Regions from separate parts of the Mus musculus genome. Here region 1 is linked to region 2. A link is a contact called in public Hi-C data. All regions are on one chromosome and are shown on one strand. The core of a region is the stretch at or near the end of the contact, and the rest is flanking DNA. Distances in the headings are between cores, read along the strand shown. Region 1 has its middle 130 kb from the start of 4930435F18Rik. Region 2 has its middle 47 kb from the start of Gm25985.

Evidence for each region. A called contact is a pair of places that touch in the nucleus more often than the background predicts.
Region 1: a contact with region 2 is called in a Hi-C map of the N1E-115 cell line, with 5 times the contacts expected there. The contact joins two enhancer-like sites. A contact is called at or near these places in 1 of 484 Hi-C or Micro-C datasets (the N1E-115 cell line) and 1 of 115 datasets of contacts at active chromatin or transcription factors (stem cell-derived neural progenitor cells).

The regions. Positions count from the first base shown.
Region 1 is chr13:116,710,075-116,713,326 of GRCm38.p6, forward strand. No RefSeq gene overlaps it. Among named protein-coding and RNA genes, the nearest start is that of 4930435F18Rik, 130 kb to the right of the region's middle. Within about 2 kb of position 1,592, at least 51 of the 459 cell types and tissues checked have an H3K27ac peak or open chromatin away from gene starts, as enhancers often do. A contact at or near this core is called in the N1E-115 cell line, where this site is marked.
Region 2 is chr13:115,161,282-115,164,696 of GRCm38.p6, forward strand. It overlaps the pseudogene Gm18759. Among named protein-coding and RNA genes, the nearest start is that of Gm25985, 47 kb to the left of the region's middle. Within about 2 kb of position 1,605, at least 11 of the 459 cell types and tissues checked have an H3K27ac peak or open chromatin away from gene starts, as enhancers often do. A contact at or near this core is called in the N1E-115 cell line, where this site is marked.

The DNA of each region.
Region 1 (3,252 bases), core at 342-2,841, 1.5 Mb after region 2:
TTCAGAAACTCCTCTGTAAATGTTCCCCATAGCAACTGAAGAAATTTCCTAGATTTTTAATGTTTAGAAGACAAAACATAGTCTTCCTCTTTAATTATCTCCTCTCACATTGCTCCAGGCAAAAGGAAGAGGAAGGAAGAAGAAGATTTAGATTGGGGAGCGACCGAGGAGTATTCTTCTAAATCTTTTAAAGTGGCTTTATTATTTTATTTTATTTTATTTTTACCTTTGGGATTCTTTGTTATTTTAAGGTTCACTTGTAAGACTCTGGACTCCACTCTGAATAAAACATTTTTGTTTTGTTTTGTTTTAGCTTTCCAAGCTGACATAAGCGTTGGATCATCAGGTTTTCCTTTGTCTGCCATCGGTGTAAATAATAGCTTTGAGATTAGCTAATTAAGGGGCATTAATCACTGATAGAAAGGGAATAAATCAAAGCCTTGTTCTAAATTTCAAACTTGCCCGTGTAGATGTGCATAGCTGCTCTATCTGCAGCAGATAGGTGCTGTTTGAATTACTGGTCTTCAGAGTAAACCAAATCCACTTCACTTTTAAAAAATGAATATTGTATTTATACAGCCTGGCGGTGTCGTTACATTAAGCCCCCTCCCTTTCTTACTCCGTTTCATAAACACAGTGTAGACCACAGCTATTATGAGTTAAAAAGAGTCACATCCGTGGCTTTCCCCCTTAGTGCTATGCTTACCTTTTTGAGAATGGAGAGGTCAGCTGGAGAGGGGGAGAGAGAGAGAGAGAGAGAGAGAGAGAGAGAGAGAAGGAATAACCTAAAAGTATAAAGACAGAAGGATGATAATGTGTGTGGAGGCTTGAGGCGCGTTTTGAATCAGAAAACTGTTTCTGTAGAAGTTTTCAAGAGGAGTGACAGGTACAGTCCCTAGGCCACATTCTCTGAGCCCTTCTGCTTAATACCTTAGCACTCATTAGGTTCTGCTTTGTGAGAAAGGAAGCACTGAGGGCGGTGTGGGGTGTGTGTGTGTGTGTGTGTGTGTGTGTGTGTGTGTGTGTGTTGCTGGGTGGACTACGGCATTAGGGATGCACACTGAAGCTTGGGAGGCTCCATTCTCAGGTCTGCAAAGATTTGGGAGTTTGAGTCATTTCGTTACGGACCAGAGAGATTTTTTAAAAAATAAGTACAGCCATAAAACGGCGAGCGGGTCCTTGGAATAAACTGAAAATCTAAGTCCTCAGAGCCAGTCAACACAACACAGCAGATAGTACAGCACCAGACAGAGACCTGAACGCTCTTAGCTCCGTGTCTGTGCTCTGTGTGAGCGCCGCCCTCCTCGACCTTTGCGCATAAAAACTTGTGAGTTGGGGTTTCTCATATTCTCTTCCTCCGCCTCCTGTTAGGCCATGTCTCCTTTTAGCAGCGACTCCCAGCTGAGGACCCAAGTTCAGAATCTTCTCTATGTATAGGACCGAAAGTCAGAGTGGTGTCCCAAGGGCCAAACTGGAGATCTAACCTTCCTGGAAGGTCTCCCTTGGAAGATCCTCCCTCCCTCCCTCAGCCCTCCAGTCTGATGTTTGGAGAAAATCTCGCTTCCCAACCTCCGAATCTCATTACTCGGTGGGTTCTGTCCTTGACTGAACAAGCCTGGCTGCCAAGGGCAGGTGCCAGTTCGCTGGAGGCTAACCCTGTCTAACAGCCCCGGCTGTGCACCCCCCTCCCCCGCCCCTCTGCAGCTGCCCTTACTTCCCTTTTTTTAAATCTTTTAAAAACTCCAGAACCCTCATCATTTTTTTTAAAGGTCCTCAACGTACCGTGTTATTAAAAAAGAGGCTCTGGATCTGCAGGGGCGTTAGCAACCCAGGGGGCTAGGGGATAAGGGGACCGGGGCAGGCCCCGGGAAGAGGCATCTGGAAAGGAAGGGGGGACATTTGCATAAAGCTTTGTCTTGAACGGGCCGAGGGTTATAACGCTAATTACTCAAGATTAATGTGAAGATCGGTCTCCATTGCTCACTAAGATTTATTTAAACACCGAACTGCTGGAGGTCCAGGCTGTAAACCATCCCACCCGGCCTCGGGGCGGGACTTTCTCCTTGTGTGAAGTTTTTTTTATTTTATTGTATTTTTCCAAGTCCACCTGAGACAGAATGAGAGCTGAGGCGGGGTGAGAGGGAAAAGCCATTCTAGAGGATATTGTTCTCTAAAGTAACACCTCCGGGCCTCGGATGTATAAACAGACCAAGTGCATTTCCCAGTCTTTTCCCTTTGCAGACTTTCAAATGAAGGAAAAAAAAAAAAAAAAGCAACAAAACAAAACCTTTTAGCGTTGTTGGTACAGAGCGTAAAGGAGCAAACTTGGTGCTGGCGCGCCTCCTAGTGTCTTCAAAGGGAAGAGAAACCGTAAAGGCACGCTGCTCCACTAAGAAGGCATAGAGCCCTGAGCTGGCTCCTTCATAGGATTGCTGACAGTCATGGGGGCATGACTGTTTTATGCTGAGCATGCACACGCACATACATCCGCGGCTGCGCCCAGGATCACAGTCAGAACTTCCGGTATTCCAATTCAGACTATAAGATCGAAAGTCATCTTCTCTCAAAATATGTACCTCAAGGTAGGGAGAGTGGAGAGCCCGTAGTTAAAATTTTTCTGACTTTTCCAAAGTACTATCAGACTAGAGCCCAATTTTTAAAAAGACGTCGATTTAACACTTAATTTTTTAATGTATCTTATTTGATAGATATTATTTCCCTGTAGAAACCCTCAGGATTGCTATTTCTCTTTAGGTTCCTTGGAGATGTTGCAAAGATGATATTAATGTATGGAAAACTGAATTTTGCGCTTTAGTATCAGGCTGTGACTTGAAACAACTGGAGACTTCAGAGAATAATTTCCTGCTTTGCTGCTTCTTTCCTTGGGGGTAAATTATGTTGTGAGGAACTTCAACATCAATAAAACAACGACCTTAACACAAAGCTACTACTGAGAGAAGGGCTAGAAGAAGCAGTGGACTGTAAGCCAGAAAGCCATTGACTCCTTTTGGACAAATAGTTTTCCCAAAGGAGCCTTCGTTTTCTGTAAAGGGCATAATCCCAGTTAGCTTGCTAACACATCTTCTGCACTCAGAGAAAGTACAAACTCCAAACACACAAAGAACAAACATGGCTTTACTGAGAAGCCTGAAGATATTTTTATGAGGTGTTGAATTCATTTCCCGAAGAGACAAGTCATGCAACCCAGATTTTTGAACTTTGCTTTGAAGTGTGGATGATGTTTAAGGTTTT
Region 2 (3,415 bases), core at 355-2,854:
AAATCCTTTAAACAGTCTCTTTTAGCTCAATGCAGAAGTAGGTTGGCTTGGGCTCACTCTGATCTATAGGGAACAGAGGAAAATGTGTGGTGTTTGCTATGATCAATCTGAATAGTATCTGTCTAACTCAGGGAATAATACCTGCCCGAGGCGGAACGGCTTCTGCTTAAGGTGGAATAGGTCCTGCTTAAGGGGGAATAGCTCCTGCCTACAATGGCAAGAGCAGCTTCAAGTGACGTGTCTCATGAGGTGTCACAGAGGCTGGTTGCTCTATAATCAAAGATGTGCTTCATTTAGCCTTTTCTCTGATGGCTCTCCTTATGAGGGATCCTGAAATCAGACCACCCAGTAAGCACCTCAGCTGATACGTCCTGAATTAGAGGATTGCAATGAGTGGTACTCCCTTCTCTCTCTCTCTCTCTCTCTCTCTCTTGAGAGACTCTGAGACTGTGTGACCTTGGTTATCTTGATGGAAGAGGGGAGCTGTCAAGTGAATGTCTGTAACTCTTTAGGGTACTGTGAGCTGAAACAATGACAGGCTTCCTATGGAGGTAGGTATTGCGCTATTATTATTAATTATTTTGTTGTCAAATCGACACAAGCTAGGGTTATTGGAAAGGAGGAACCCTCCCTGGAGAAAATGCCTTCATAAGGTTAGACTGTAGGCAAGCTTGTAGGATATTTTAAAAATTGGAGACTGATGTGGGATGGCCTAGCTTATTGTGGACGGTGCCATCCCTGGGTGGGTGGTCCTGGGTTCTAAAAGAAAGCAGGCTGAGCAAGACACACTAGGAGCAAGCCAGTAAGAAGAAGCCCCCATGGCCTCTGCTTCAGCTCCTGCCTCCAGGATTCTGCCCTGTTCCTGCCATCAGTGCATTTGATGACCTATTTCATGGAACTGTGAGTGAAATGAGGTCTTTCTTCCCCCACGTGGCTTTTGCTCACTCTTTCATCACAAGAGTAACTCAAAGGCAGTGTCCTTCCACAGGAGGCTGCCTCTTTGCTCCTGTTGGAGGGAGGCTGACATTCTAGGTTAAGATGAATTATGTCTCATTGTCTGGGGTCACAGGTTTCCTCTTGACAGTTTATGTCACTTTACAGTGAGAGATAGAATTTCTAAATTTCCACTCTCCGTTTTTGTTAAGCACTGCTTCATATCAATATTGTCAAGTCTTTGTTCATTTGATGGTTAAATATTGCTGTTTGCTGTTGCATTGGTTTCTGGACCTGTTTTCTCTATTTAGTATTATGGAGATTAAAATGTAATTATTCTAATTTTTTTACGAATTTTTAAATGTGTTTTTATACATTTTAATTGAAATACAATTACATCGCTCTTCCATTTCCCTTTTTCCCTCCAGCCTCTATTTTTAAAATACCTATTAGAAGTTCACTTATCAGTGACTTTTCAATCTGAATTCCTGACATTTTAAACAAGTTCCTACAATCAGTGCATCTTTTTTTCCTTTCAGAGCAAGCTTTCTGGCTGTTTATTGAGGAGAGACCCTGGCCTTTGCTTCTGTTTCTTTTCATGCTAGGAGATAAGGTGACATGAGGGATGTCACTATCCCTAATGACTCTGGTGCTGGCTTTGGACTCTGCAGTTACTGGGTTTGCTTTTATTTCCTCTTGTGTTGCACACATGCCCTTTGGAAAGCATAACTTCCTGAGTCTGCCTTTTCTGCTTTCTTGCTTTTGTTTTTCGTTTCTTTTTCATCTTCACGGTTTTAATATTAGTGATAGGATTAGGCAGTGGTGAATCCCAATAAAGAACACATCATGTGACAGGTCTCATGTAGTTTAATGGGGACAGAGATACAGAGGTAGCCTCTGGGAGAGAGAAGGAAGAAGTGAGAATGGGGAAGGGAGACTGTGACTTTTTTTTTAACAGATCAAAAAGTATATTTACTTAGAAAAGTAGTTTCAACACCCCAAATGCAAAAACAGGTCAGACTGAGCTTGGATTTCCTCATAGCCCTACTCATAGCCCTAAGTAAGAAGGAATGCTCCATCCATTCACGTGACCAGGTCTCTGATCAAGGCTGGAAAAACAAACTCAGAATAGTCCCAAGTCAATATGGGAAACTACGGTAGAGAAACCTGATTTCTCAGAAACAGTTTTGAGTGGGAAGCCTTTAATCCTACCTGTTTAGTGCTTTTCTGTGAGTTTCTCAGAATGAGCTCAAACCTCTTACAAAGCTCCTTAAAACACAAGTTATGGCCGCAAGTCTGGAAAGTTCTATACAAGAACTACGTTAATGATAGTTAAAGAAAATTGAGAACCAGGTCCCCTTGTGAACAGTTGGAATAAGTAGTTGAAGTCTAGGTGGTTTTCTTCTTGGTAGAGGGTCATTCAACTACATCTGGGACCCCTGCTGCCTTTTGTTTCACAAATTTTGTGTTCTGTGCACTCTCTTGGCCCCATGCAGAGTCAAAGGAAGTGGTATCTTGATCTACAAGGTGGGTGTGCTTGGTGCGACCAGACCTTCCGAAATTCTTGACCTGCATGGCTTTTGGAAGAATGGTTTTGTTGAAATGGTCCTCAAGAGTAGGCGCACTAAAATCTCTCTTGTAGACTTCTTCATCTTCGTTCATGAAGAAGGTACCTCGGTGAGAATACTTTTGTAAAAACTTTTATTTGCCTTTAATAGCTTTGTTGGTAATGACATTGTCCGAAGTTCCGCCTGCCTTTCTTCCTCAGTCAGGTTTCTCATGCATTCAATGTCTGCTTTCTCCGTTTCAAGCACTTCTAGGTCTTCTCTGTCGCACTTGATTCTTTTGAGCTCTCGGAGTTTTCACGCCTAGTACTCCTCCTCCTCATTTTCATCATCGGTACTGAGTGCATCCAGGGCGGCAAGGGACCGCTTGTTCTCCTCTAGCTCCTTCTTGGTTTCTTCTACAATTTTGGGTGTGTACTTGCGCAGCTCCTCAGCCATACGCTTTGCTTCCTGTTCAAGCTCCTTATGTTTTAGGGCTTCAGGTTCTCATTCTTGAACTGTCACCTGATCCTTCTTTCAAATGAAGACAGGCTTAAGTCGAGGCTCCATTTCACCTTCGCTGTCTGTGTACTCCTCAGACTCTAACGACTCAGACTCCTCCCCAGAGCGTCCCTCATCTTCCATCTCCATGACTTTCATCTCTTCATTTTTTTCTCTCCTGTGCTCGCTGACACGTCATGTCACGGTGCCGCTCTAATCTCTCCTACTACTTCAGGTTCCACCATTTTTCTCTGTCGAGCCAATCTCTCCTCCACATCTTCACTAATGTGGTTCTGTAAACGCCGAAGGCGGGGTTCACTGGATGCATCCTCCTCCTATTCCTCAGGCCCTGCTTCTTGTTCCTTAGATTTCTTAATGAGCTGAAATTCTTCATCCTCTTCATCTGAGGACTTCATAGGGCCATAATCTGGACTTTT